2 separate regions of the Zea mays genome follow, and region 2 is linked to region 1. Evidence: chromatin contacts called from public Hi-C data. All regions are on one chromosome and are shown on one strand. The core of a region is the stretch at or near the end of the contact, and the rest is flanking DNA. Distances in the headings are between cores, read along the strand shown. Region 1 holds the start of LOC100281588 (purple acid phosphatase). Region 2 holds the start of LOC542116 (superal 1).

The links. Hi-C and Micro-C count contacts between places; a contact is called where the count stands out from the background.
Region 2: a Hi-C map of ear shows a contact between it and region 1, with 4 times the contacts expected there. The contact joins the promoter of LOC542116 here to the promoter of LOC100281588 in region 1. A contact is called at or near these places in 6 of 25 Hi-C or Micro-C datasets (ear, endosperm, leaf and 1 more).

Annotation. Positions count from the first base shown.
Region 1 is chr9:99,576,670-99,582,814 of Zm-B73-REFERENCE-NAM-5.0, reverse strand. LOC100281588 (purple acid phosphatase) reads right to left here and starts at 2,302. Exons shown (of 10, transcript NM_001154507.3): 1 at 2,133-2,302; 2 at 610-806; 3 at 330-527. The coding sequence starts at 780. LOC100277198 (ER membrane protein complex subunit 7-like protein) reads left to right here and starts at 2,615. Exons shown (of 7, transcript NM_001407177.1): 1 at 2,615-2,837; 2 at 2,940-2,983; 3 at 3,891-4,023; 4 at 5,096-5,159; 5 at 5,246-5,362; 6 at 5,556-5,664. The coding sequence starts at 2,740.
Region 2 is chr9:99,907,683-99,913,827 of Zm-B73-REFERENCE-NAM-5.0, reverse strand. LOC542116 (superal 1) reads left to right here and starts at 3,655. Exons shown (of 2, transcript NM_001329492.1): 1 at 3,655-4,538. The coding sequence starts at 3,901. The coding sequence ends at 4,515.

The DNA of each region.
Region 1 (6,145 bases), core at 1,053-3,552:
CAATAAAGTTACAGCATATATTTGCAATTTTACGTAGCATCAGGTTCGAATAAAATAACCTTGTACAGTTAAAATCTGATAAAATAAAATTCCGTGGTCAATTCAACATGTGCATACTAATTGAGAGGTAGCTGCATAAATAGCATTAAACAAAGTAGCTGCATTAAAAAATTTGTTTCATCAAGAGAAGTGATCTCTATCAAAGAAGCATTCTGTTTGAGTTATGATAGTTGGCAGGGTGAATAGTGTGCAGGGCAAACATTTTGAATAAGAATATAACATAAATCCTGAATTGAAGTATAGAAAAAAAATATATATTAGTATTTTACCTCAAGGCCATCGACAAGGCAATGGTGTATGTATCCAGATTTGTAATCGTAAAACGTATAGTTTGTTGTTGTTCCTTCTGCTTTCTGGTCATATAGCTTCTCCTTGCCATAAAATACTTCACTTGGCCCAGGTTCTTCTGGAGTAACCCAAGATACTATAACTGCCTTTCCATCATAATCACCTTGAGTGATATGAACCTGGTACCAGCATGATGTAAGCACTAAACAGACTTTACAATGATAACACTAATAATGAGCTGGAATCTGGTGACAAAGTTACCTGCTGTGGAGCATTGTATCCCTTTGGAATAGCAAACCATTCACTTTCTAGAGGTATATCTGTAGATGGAAACTCTGTGCGCACATAAGAGCTTGTTCGACCAGAAGCAACGCCACTAACCAGGCATGAAAGAACATGTAGCGATAACACGAGCAAACCCCAGCCCCTCATTGATTCAGGATTGGATGCCACTCAGTCTAAAATTACAAAGTTGCAAAAATGATTAAGAGATTCATTGGATTGCAAATGAACTAGTTTTCACTGATCAGAAAACAGAAATATTATACCAATGAACCAGCAACGCTGTATTACTACTACACACAAGACATGGTCAGAAGAACTGAAGAATAGCAACTAAAGTTATTAAATTGTGTAAGAACAGCAGAACATATAGATCTGATTAGTTCGATTCTTTGGTATTAACACGATTAGCCTAAGAATCTAATATCATCACTGCGGTCTTAAATACAATGTCAGAATATGGCTAAAGAAACATTAACGTTGCCTTATTATCGTGATATTGCCAAACCATGACACATCGCCCTTAAATGCAAATATGATTACTCATTTATTACATAGTAAAAGTAGCTGGCAAGTCTTTTGCAGAAACCAATGAAGGAAGAATCTTTTAGAATATCTCATAGAAAAGGAAAACATCCAATTTTCCAGCTATTAGTCTGGTGGACCCTACCCATGACAATATAGATCATAACCATTCGAGGTTACTAGGAACCTATTGTAGTCCAACTAAAAAAGGATAGAAAGAATCTTGAATCATAGAAACAACCATCTTAAGTAAATCTACAGCGCGTACTCTAGTGTGAAAAAAAAACCGAATAGGAGAACACGGCCAAACTACATATTTATTGGCCGTAGAGCTGTCATTCAAGAAATAGTAAGAGCAAACAAATAGAAGAAAGAACATACGGAGCAGCACAAGTGTGCAGATGAGGAAGGACAAACGAAGACAAATAAGTCTCAGGCACCTGATAACATGCACTTCAATTCCAACGACAGTACCTCTTTCTCTTTACTTGGTTTTTTCTTGATGCGCTAAAGGTGAGCAGAAACTAGGAACTATTCTAACAACTGAATTCATTTCTGCTTGGGATTTCATACTCACCATCCATTTAACAAGAGTAGTAATTCTGAGTGATTTTTTCTTAACACATCAGTAGGCTCAGGACACATAACCTTTGCAAAAAGTGTTTGATTTTGTTTATAATAAGTTCTGCACGAACAACAGTTCGCACGAGTTTCGTTGTATCCCCGATTTATTGGGCACCAAGAACTCAAGAAGTAGTGTGGTGCCAGCCAACTAGTGTCGATCTTGAGCCTGATGAAGAAGCAAAGAAACCTAGCCAAAATATGGATAAATGGATTTGGACTAACAGGGCACCACGCAGTACACCAGTACACAACACACCGAACCAACGTAGAGACAGAGACAGAGACAGACAAGATTTGGATCTGCTAGCAAGCGAGACAACTCTTCAGAGAAACGGAGGCCGTCCTAGGATTACCTGCCAACGAAAGAGGAGACCAATTGGCGCCCGGGTGGACCTCCGCACCACGGGGAGATGAGCAATGGCGGCAGTGCACCCTGGAACGGCAGGCGGAGGAGCCTTTCGGCGGGCTCGTGGTCGGCGGTGCTGCCGCAATCACAATCAGACAATCAGTCAGTTTGGCGAGCAAAGCCGTGACGGAACGGCAAATATAAGAGCCCAGCCCACTCATTTGCGACGCCAGCCTGGACCGGGAATCCGGGATGAGTCACATAACTGACAAACGGGTCCCACCTGCGACTGCGACACTCATTAAGGTTGGTTGGCGGCGGGCCCGCCGCCGTCTCTCTCTCCTCTCGTCACCTGACAGATTCCACGGTTTTCTGGGCCGGATCTGATCATCAGGATAGGATAGATCACTAGCCTAGCCCAACTAGACCCAATAGAGCCCATTGCGTTTGAGCCAAAATAAGAGCTCGACCGAAGCCCACTATGAGAATAAACCGAACCGAAGTGCAACCATCCGTCACATCACAAACCGAAAAAGGCCGCGACGAGCCGACCAGCTCTACTGCCCCCTTCCGGCCTTCGGCGACCGTGACGAGCAACGACGACCACGGCGACGATGGCCGCTTCCTCCCTCTGCCACGGGCACTTGCTCCTGTTTCTCCTCGTGTCCGTCACATCGGCCTGCCTCGGTACCGCGGCAGCGCATCAAGCCGGGTAGGTGTCCCTGTCCTTCACCTACGCTCGTTCCGTGATCCGATCGGCCGGATGCTTTGCTGACCGCTCTCCCGATTTGGCGCTTGTCGTTGGTGGCTCTAGGTCTGGAGAGGGTTACACGATCGCCGGCCGCGTCAAGATCGATGGTAAGTGATCCAGCTCCCACTGCCTAGGTTTGCATCGTTTAGGGATTGTATAAGTGTCACTCAGTTCTAAATTAGTTGCTCCTGATGTTGCTCTGGGGTATATCTTTTGCAAGTTTCGATTTAGTGCTCTTTTTGGTTGCTGGATATGCCTGTATTTTGTGTGGATTTCAAACAATTCATTCATGTAACTAAAGCTGCCTATTGAAGCAGTTTTGATTGCTAGGAAATTAGAGGTATGCAAGCATTTACTGAATGTTGAACTGACGCAAATTGATGAGAGCCCGGCTGCTTGTTGGTTTTAGGATCATCCATGGTAAATGATTTTGTGAAGTTTTAACTAAACTTATAGCTTGCAAACTTAAGTACAGCCCTGAATTGTGCAAGTGTGTGTGTGCTTTTCCTGTTCTCTGGTGTTTAATGCAAACTAAAATGAATCAGCAGCTGTGTTCTGTCCGAAAAAAGGGGAGTATACAGATGTAGAAATTCTGTTGTTGATATTTTGATTTCTGCTAATGTCAGTGTAGTAACCTAATGAATTTGCAAGAAGATCTTTCTTTTATGATAGAATGATGCCATGCCAGCATGGTTTGTGATAAGGTGCGTGCAATTGGAGGGGCTCTGATATGTTTTTGTCTGGCTTCTGTCTCTCCACACCACTAAACTAGTTTTCTTGATTTGTGGATATCCGCGTTGCTACGATGTTCTGATCAATGCTTCTGAAATGGTTTGTATGTGTGTTGTTCCCTGAGAGTACTCTTAGCTTATGGATATAGTTATGGGATTTACAGTGAATGATTTGTTAATTTAGGTTTATTGCACCTTGAAGCATGCTTGAAACCTAAATTTCAAGCTGAAAGCTACTATCACATGCTGTCCATCTGATGTTATATATGTGCTATGGCTATAGGCATGAGTGAGAAGGGCTATGGTCTTCCAGCCAAGACATCAAACACAAAAGTGATACTTAATGGCGGCCAAAGGGTTACATTTGCCAGGCCAGACGGCTACTTTGCATTGTATCCTACAAATGATTCATTACCGTAAGTTTCAAGTTTATTTTCCATTTTCTAGCAAATCCACATGTGTTACACTGGTATGGCTCATGCTATCATACCTATGTTTTCAAGTCGCCCGACTAATCGTGATTAGTCAGGTGGGTTGGTTTTGGGTGGCCGATCAGGGCAGGCCGATTAGGACACCTGATCACCCTGGCCGTTTGACCAGTTGACGACTAGCGACGATTAGTCGATCGATCAGGAGCTTCTATCCGACCAGGGTTCGCCGCCTGTCAAATTTTCGTGGGCTTCTTTTGGCAGGCCATGATCGTGTATGGTCTGATTATGTGTCTTCCATGTTGTTCTAAACCTATATCTGTTTATGATCATGTATGGTCTGAAATTATGTCTTCCATGTTCCTTTAAACCTCTCTTCAACGCCTGCATTACTTTAGGGTCATTGGGGAGCTACTGTTTTCAGTTGGATGAACAAATATCTTCTCTTAAATCAGTATTCCAGAATTCGCGAAAGGGCCTCTAGTGAATTGGTTAGGTGGTCTGGGTAGCACTCCTCAGGTCATAGGTTCGACTTCCCGTGGGAGCGAATTTCAGGCTGTGGTTAAAAAAAATCCCCTCGTCTGTCCCACGCCAAAGCATAGGTCTAAGGCTCGGCCTCGGTCGCGGTCGTTCTCACATGGGCTTCGATGCCGCTGTGTATGGGTGGGGTAGGGGTTTGGGGGTTTTCTCGACCTGTGTGAGAAGGTCTTCTTAATACAATACTCGGGGGCTGTCTTACCCCCCGCAGGTCGAGTATTGCAGAATTCATGTCATATGGACTAGTGGATGACTAGGGTCGACCAGAGGTCGATTAGTCGACCTAGTCGTCGACTAATCACGATTAGTTGCCTGGTCGCTCAACCAGAAAACATAGTATCATACATTTATCCATCTGTTGCTGATAAAATTTACCAAGCAAAGAAGCTGTAGCTCTCATCATGTGCATACCATTAATTCTTGTCTACTCTTGGTTATATATTTCCTTGTATATAACCATAGTTCGGTCTTAGCAGATCTCAATATTTGCTTTATTGTTGCTCCTTGACCTGATATACTTTAGCCACAACGTGCCAGCTGGAACTCATCTGATTGAGGTCTCCTCAATTGGTTACTTCTTTTCCCCTGTAAGTATTTATTACACTTGATTTTGTTGGTAAGGTGAATGGAAATTGATATGAGTAATTTACTCCATATTTCTGATGCATGATAGGTCCGAGTTGATATAAGTGCAAGGAATCCTGGATATATTCAAGCAGCATTGACTGAAACCAGAAGGGTTCTGAATGAGCTTGTTCTGGAACCTCTGAAAGAAGAGCAGTACTATGAGGTAATGGCTATATAACTTTTTGTATACTTGTTTCCTCACTTCTCACTGGTAGCTCATGTTGAGTTTGACCCAAACTTGGTTATGCTTGGGGCTAAAAGGCTTCGTTATTGTTATTGTGTTTCTTCACTTCGTGCTTTTGATAAGTATTATGAAAGCAACCTCGTTAAATGTTCTCCTTTTCAACCTTTTCAAGGTTAGGGAGCCGTTCTCCATCATGTCACTTTTGAAGAGCCCCATGGGGTTAATGGTTGGTTTTATGGTCTTAATGGTCTTTGTGATGCCCAAGATGATGGAGAACATAGGTATATTTCACCTCTTTTACATCGAATGGATACAAGCTTTCAGTTATTATGTTTCACTAAAGCTTGCAACTAGCAAACAGCAGCTTCTACGAGCAGTGTTGCATGATACAATGGTAGAGTTTAGTTCTATTTACTGAGCTCTGTGCAACAGCTGACTTTCAAATTTCTAGAGCAAGCAAGGCATCAAGTCAATTAGTTTGAACTGTTGCACTTCTGGATTTCTTGGTTATAATGTGTCCTTTCTGTATTTATTAATGAGATGGGCTTTAAATAATGTTTTAGTGATGATTTTCTTAACTAAAATTTCTTATGTTTGTACTATTTATATTATACCTGTTGAACACATTATTTATATTTAGTTCATTGTTATCTACAACCTATGCTTCTAAATTGTCTTGATTGTTTCATCTTAAAATTTGAATACAGTAAGTTGACAATGTTGGCATCTCCCAAATTCACTTGAGAGAAACTTTAGAGTACT
Region 2 (6,145 bases), core at 2,406-4,905, 330 kb before region 1:
CGACGGTAATTACTCCTGGCAGCTCTCTAGGATCATATATCGTCCCCACGAACCAACATGAGTCTTTTATACACACTTTGTCCTCACTCATGTGCACCCAATAAAACTTTCTGGTCGGTCTTCCATCCTAAGATTGCTCTAGGCCAAGCACGCTTAACTCATTTGAGACAGGCTTCCAAAAAAGAAGATGCACCTTGTTGTATGAGTACTCTATTAATTCTATTAAGCCTTGGGCCAGGATATCGCCATCCACTGAGGCCATGATATCACAATCCACCCCCTTAGAAGGCTGACGTCCTCGTCAGTCGACCTCAAGCCAGGAACCTCCCCTCTTTGCCACGTATGTGTGTCTAGTGTCATCATATGCCATACCATGTGACCACTCTAGGCCCACATGCGCCATATGCCAAAACCCCACACACCCGTGAAATTGCGAGGGTCGGCTCTGATACAATTTGTAACTAGGGATGGCAACGGGGAAATCCCCGTCGGGTTTTGGCTCCCCGCACCCGTCCCTGCGACAAAAAAAATTCACCGCGGGGATCCCCACGAACTCTTGCGAGGGGCATTTCTTCCCCATCCCCGTTCCCCGCGGGGATAAATCCCCATCGGGATCCCCGTCCCCGCTTAAATTATAATTATGACATGCTTTCTTTGTTATTAATACAAAACATTGTCACTTATATGCATTGTTAGATGTTAGAACTCATTATGTGTACATCAAAATAAACATATCTGTACAACGAGTTATCTATCAACAATGTAATTATTTATTTTTATCATTATATATTACATGAAAACATCACCATATATAAGTTTAATGGGTCCCCGCGGGGAACGGGGATGGGGAATGTTTCTCCGTCCCCGTTTAACCATCGGGGGAGGATTTTTCCCCGTTTACATCCCCGCGGGGGGAGAACCTTCCCCATCCCCATCCCCTAATGGAGGAATTCCCCATGGGGAATCGGGGATCGGGGCCCCGTTGCCATCTCTATTTGTAACACCCCATCTAATCCTGGATCGACGATACTTACTCTTGGTAGCTCTCTAGGATCATATATCGTCCCCACAGACCAACACGAGTCTTCTGTGCGTATTTTGTCCTCACTCATGCGCACCCAAAAAACTTCTCGGTCGGTCACCCATCCCAAGATTGTTCTATGCCAAACACGCTTAAACCAGAGGTTCTTTCGAGACAGACTTCCGTAAAAGAAGGTGTGCCTTGTTGTATGAGTACTTTATTAATTCTATTAAGCCTTAGATCAAGTATATCACCATCCATTGGCCTAGAATATCACATGGCCAGCGAAGCTGTGCACACACGTAGGTGGTATGGCTGGCTCAGTCGGCCATGGCGCTGCGCGCGCGGTTCGGTGTGGCGCGCGATGTTCCGGTGCTTTCTATGGCTAAGACTATCTCCAACCGAGTAGCCAATACAATACGCATACACAAATTGTCTGGCCTTGTAGCACTGTAGCGCTTGGGAAATGCTTCCAACGGACTATGCAAACTATATACGCATCTACGGCGCTGGACCCCTCGGCACCTAAAACTGAGTCCTCTCCACCCACGACTCAAACCCTGGCAAACCAACTGTCGGGAGGGGAGGCCGAAGAGAGCAGCGAGTTGGTGGCGCAGACGACCACCTGCGACGGGCGCACACCCCCACCGGCAACGGCGCGCGCGGTCACCGGCAACCGACGCGGACGACCACATCTGAGGTACGTCTCTCTCTCAGGTTCATTGGCCCTTCCGCCTCTCTCAGATCTAGCCGATTTTTTAATCGAAGACGAGATTTCGATCTGTATTGTAGACAGTGATTTATCTTCTCCTTTGCTGCCATATCAATGTCGAACATCCAAAGGATATTTCAGTCATATTTTGTTCTTTTGGCTAGGCTTATTAGAGTATGTTTATTATATCTACAAGTCTGTATACATTTGCTATATGAAACGGTGTCTGAACATGGATTTGTTATAGTACGAGATGGAATAAAATTTTGATGGTTGCACGGATGGTAATGAGCAAGCCCAGGATTTGTTTGGGCAAGACCAGTGGGCTAATGGTTTTACTGCTGCACTTCAAGACTTTGATGATGCTCAACCTACCCAGGTTTTACTGCAAGCACATTCCTGAACTGATGTTGGTTTAATTTTGCAGTGCTAGTTAACCCAAAAAATTATTTTTTGCTAGTACAACATGGCCAGCTTCGACCAATGATACGCCGTCTAGGTGGTTCCCGCGGACGCAGTAACTTATTCCCGCCTAGATACGCCGTTCCCGCGTGAATCTTCCGCCTAAGCGCGCGAGTGAAACAGCCCGGCCCAGGGGTTCTCTTTTGCGTCTGCCGTTGGAGAATGTTACAAATGCGTACGCGACCTTGTGCTCTGGCGCGAGGCAGATTACTGAATACATCTCTAATTTTAGGTAGCATGGTTGGAGACAGTCTAAGGCGAGCGGGCGACCAATAAATAGGCATAAATGTCGTGGTCATCTTTTCTAAGAACAGAACAAAAGAAAACGTTTTAACCAATGACAAATGTGAGTAATTCCACCTAAACTTTAAGAGTGAGTTAAAAATACATACTAGATTTTGACTGCTTATGGTAGAGTTGGAATGTTTGGCTAAAATTTTATAAAGCTAAGCTAGATTTTGTAAAGTGAAGCAAATCTAAACGCTCCTTAACAAAATGGCTTATATTCTCGATAGAATTGTTAGAATCCGAAAAGAGAAAAAAATCTTTAAAATTGACTTGAAATTGATTTTCGCTTTTACTAGAAGCATATAAGAGCAACTCCAACAGCCTAGCTAAATCAATTAGTATCGGTAAAAATAGAAAAACGGCGCTCAAAACTCGATCCAACACTCTTTCTTCGCTTTTCTTTCCCGCTAGGCATCCTGTTAAGATCGCTAATCATCTTTGGTGAGCACACTCAGCTCACCATCTCCGTTCCCGTGGCTGTGAGCTTGCCTGCATATACGATGAACACGGATTGACCGCAGGGGCGACGCCAGAAAATAAAGTTATTGGGGTCTGTTTTACTAATCATCATCTAAATACACTAGCTAACAATATATTTGTATAGTATTTCTTAAATTTTATAGGGGTCAAGTGACACCAATAAAACCCCCTAGCTTCGCCTCTAATTGACCGGTACAACAGTTCAAAAAGGCAAAGAACAAAATAGGTCACGACGCCACACACTTTGCTGGGTCTATCTCACGGTACCTCTTTTCAAGTTGCTTGAAGTTCTTCTTGGCAATCGCAGTCTACAACAACAACGCCAAACCGACAAGTGATTGATAATGTTGTGATGATAGATATGCAGTATACAGTATGTGTGTAGTACCTTATCTCGTACTTTGACGGTCGGATCGGTACCTCGAGTGGCGGTCTGTTGTCAAATGATTTCCACAAGAATTATAAAGAGTTTGTTTTACCTTAATGTTTAAGAAGTTGTCTATTTTTTTAAGTTCTCATGAAACTCTAAATTTAGCTAGAATTATACATAGACTCTTGGAGTTGCTCAACACATGATATTTCTTCTTCTAGTTTTAAATGCAGTGGTTTTGACCGGATCTATAACGTTTATACCACGCGCTGTAGCACGATCTACGGCCAGGACACGGTCGCCACACGACGACTCCCACCCGCAGCCACCGCACGGCCGTGTTGGCACCAAACCGCGTGGTGGTGTTAGGCTCTTCGCCCAGATCAAAATCGAATCGATCCCCCAACCCGATCGCCTCGTCGTCAAAAAATCCCCATTCGTTCCCCTTCTCGCCTCCACGAGCCTTCACAAATTGCCCTCTCAGCTCTTCTCCTAATCTCACTCTAGCCCTAGCCAAATCCCAGACCCATCCCAGCCCTAGCGACACCAACCAGCTCGCCAGCGACCATGGGGAACCCGGAGAAGCTGATGAATCAGATCTTCGACCTCAAGTTCACCTCCAAGTCGCTGCAGCGGCAGGCGCGCAAGTGCGAGAAGGAGGAGAAGGAGCAGAAGCTCAAGGTCAAGAAGGCGATCGAGAAGGGCAACATGGACGGCGCCCGCATCTACGCCGAGAACGCCATCCGCAAGCGCACCGAGCACATGAACTACCTCCGCCTCGCCTCTCGCCTCGACGCCGTCGTGGCCCGCCTCGACACGCAGGCCAAGATGCAGGTCATCGGCAAGTCCATGCAGTCCATCGTCAAGTCGCTCGACTCCTCGCTCGCCACCGGGAACCTCCAGAAGATGTCCGAGACCATGGACAATTTCGAGCGCCAGTTCGTCAACATGGAGGTCCAGGCCGAGTTCATGGAGGGCGCCATGGCCGGCTCCACCTCCCTCTCCACGCCGGAGACCGAGGTCAACAGCCTCATGCAGCAGGTCGCGGACGACTACGGGCTCGAGGTCTCCGTCGGTCTGCCGCAGGCAGCCGCCCACGCCATCCCTGCCGCCAAGGATAAGGAGAAAGTCGACGAGGATGACCTTTCTCGCCGCCTCGCCGAGCTTAAGGCCCGCGGCTGAGAGGTTGTTTCAGGCTTTATCAGGTGATGATAGATTCATCCTAGCCCCCCGTGACCTTAGCCTATGTTTTGCTGCGGTAGCCTTTGATCATTGTTGAAGAACTGCTATCGTGAATCGTGAGTGTGATGCTTTATAAAATTGTGCCCAATTGCATGTGAAGGTGGTCAGGTATGTATATCTACTACCTGTTGAACCAAGCTTTTTAGCGATTTGAGTTGTACTCTAGAGCAGATAACTTTAGCAAATAATGGCGTACCTTAGCAATGGTATAAGAATTTCACAGGAATTAGTTCAAAAAATACAGGAAAACACAGGATTCAAGAAATAATCCATTGTTCCTAAGGAGGCCTAAGACGAACAATATATATTGTGGGTTCTTTTCTTATATCTTGCACTTACAAATGACCAAATATAGCTGTTAGAGCTAATGTTAATGAGCTTTATTGTCTGTATATGCCTAAAGCAGTATAGCACTCCCTAAAACCACTATCATGGATGTTAAGTGGTTCACAGGCTTGCAGTGCTATAATGAAACCTGATAATGCCGTCGATGGAAATTTCTCTAGGTAGCATCTTAAAAAAGTGGCTGGTAAGTTTATGTTATGAAATAACACTTGCCATAATAATATATTTGTGATTGATGACTGTGAGGACCATGCACTTATGTGATTGTGTCTGGTAATATCCAAGCTCTGTTTGTCTTAGTGAGTCGACCACATGAATGCCTATTATGTTCTGCCACACTCACCTTCCTGTTCCATTAGCTGCTAGTGCCAACTGCCAGCTAAATCCTAAGCGTGTGTTTGGAAAATATTGAACAATAGTGTAAATGCATAAAGCTTGAACCTTTTTTTACTGTTGATGGTACTGTTACATGATTCTGCATTGGCTCAACCATATAGGCATGAACAAGTATGAGATGAAGCTGGGTAGAATCGTAGTAAAAAATTAACTGATTAGTGTTTTATGCCTGAGGTGTTCCAGTAATAAGATTGATAGTATAGAAGTAGGGAACTGTCACTGTCTTGAATCAAAGAAACTGCGTGAAAGATAATGGTTTCTCTTTGCTGTAAAAGGTTATTGTTTGCACCACAAAGTTAAAGTTACTATGCGACTGGCTCTATACCAGGACCATAATATTATCAATCAATTCATAGCATGTTCACAGAATAAGAAGAGGCTGTGCAGTGTGTGTAAATTTGTGATGTAGTGTGCCTCTGTTAGAGAAAAATTCCTATTTGGCACTAGAAAACTTCTGCTTTCGTATTTCACAGAGGTGCCCCCCCCCAAATGTTTGTGTATTTACTGTTATATTGCTTACCCAGGTGTACAAAGAATATTTCTGAAGGCACGCATTGCATTTTGCACACTCGTAGAGTTTTTTTTTTTGTCTTGCATATAAATAGCATCGGCTCAAATTCATACTTCCTGAGCAAATTCTGTTAACTCTGTTCTGTTTATGGCAGTTGATAAATCCTCTGCAAATGTTCTCCAGCTTATCTGTTTGGTAAACTATTGGTGGCCGGATAACCTCTTCCTCAGATTTCTTGAACTCAGCTTCTATATGCTGTGAAATACTTATGATTTATGGAACCTAACTTGGGTATGCTAACATGGGTGTCTGCTCCTT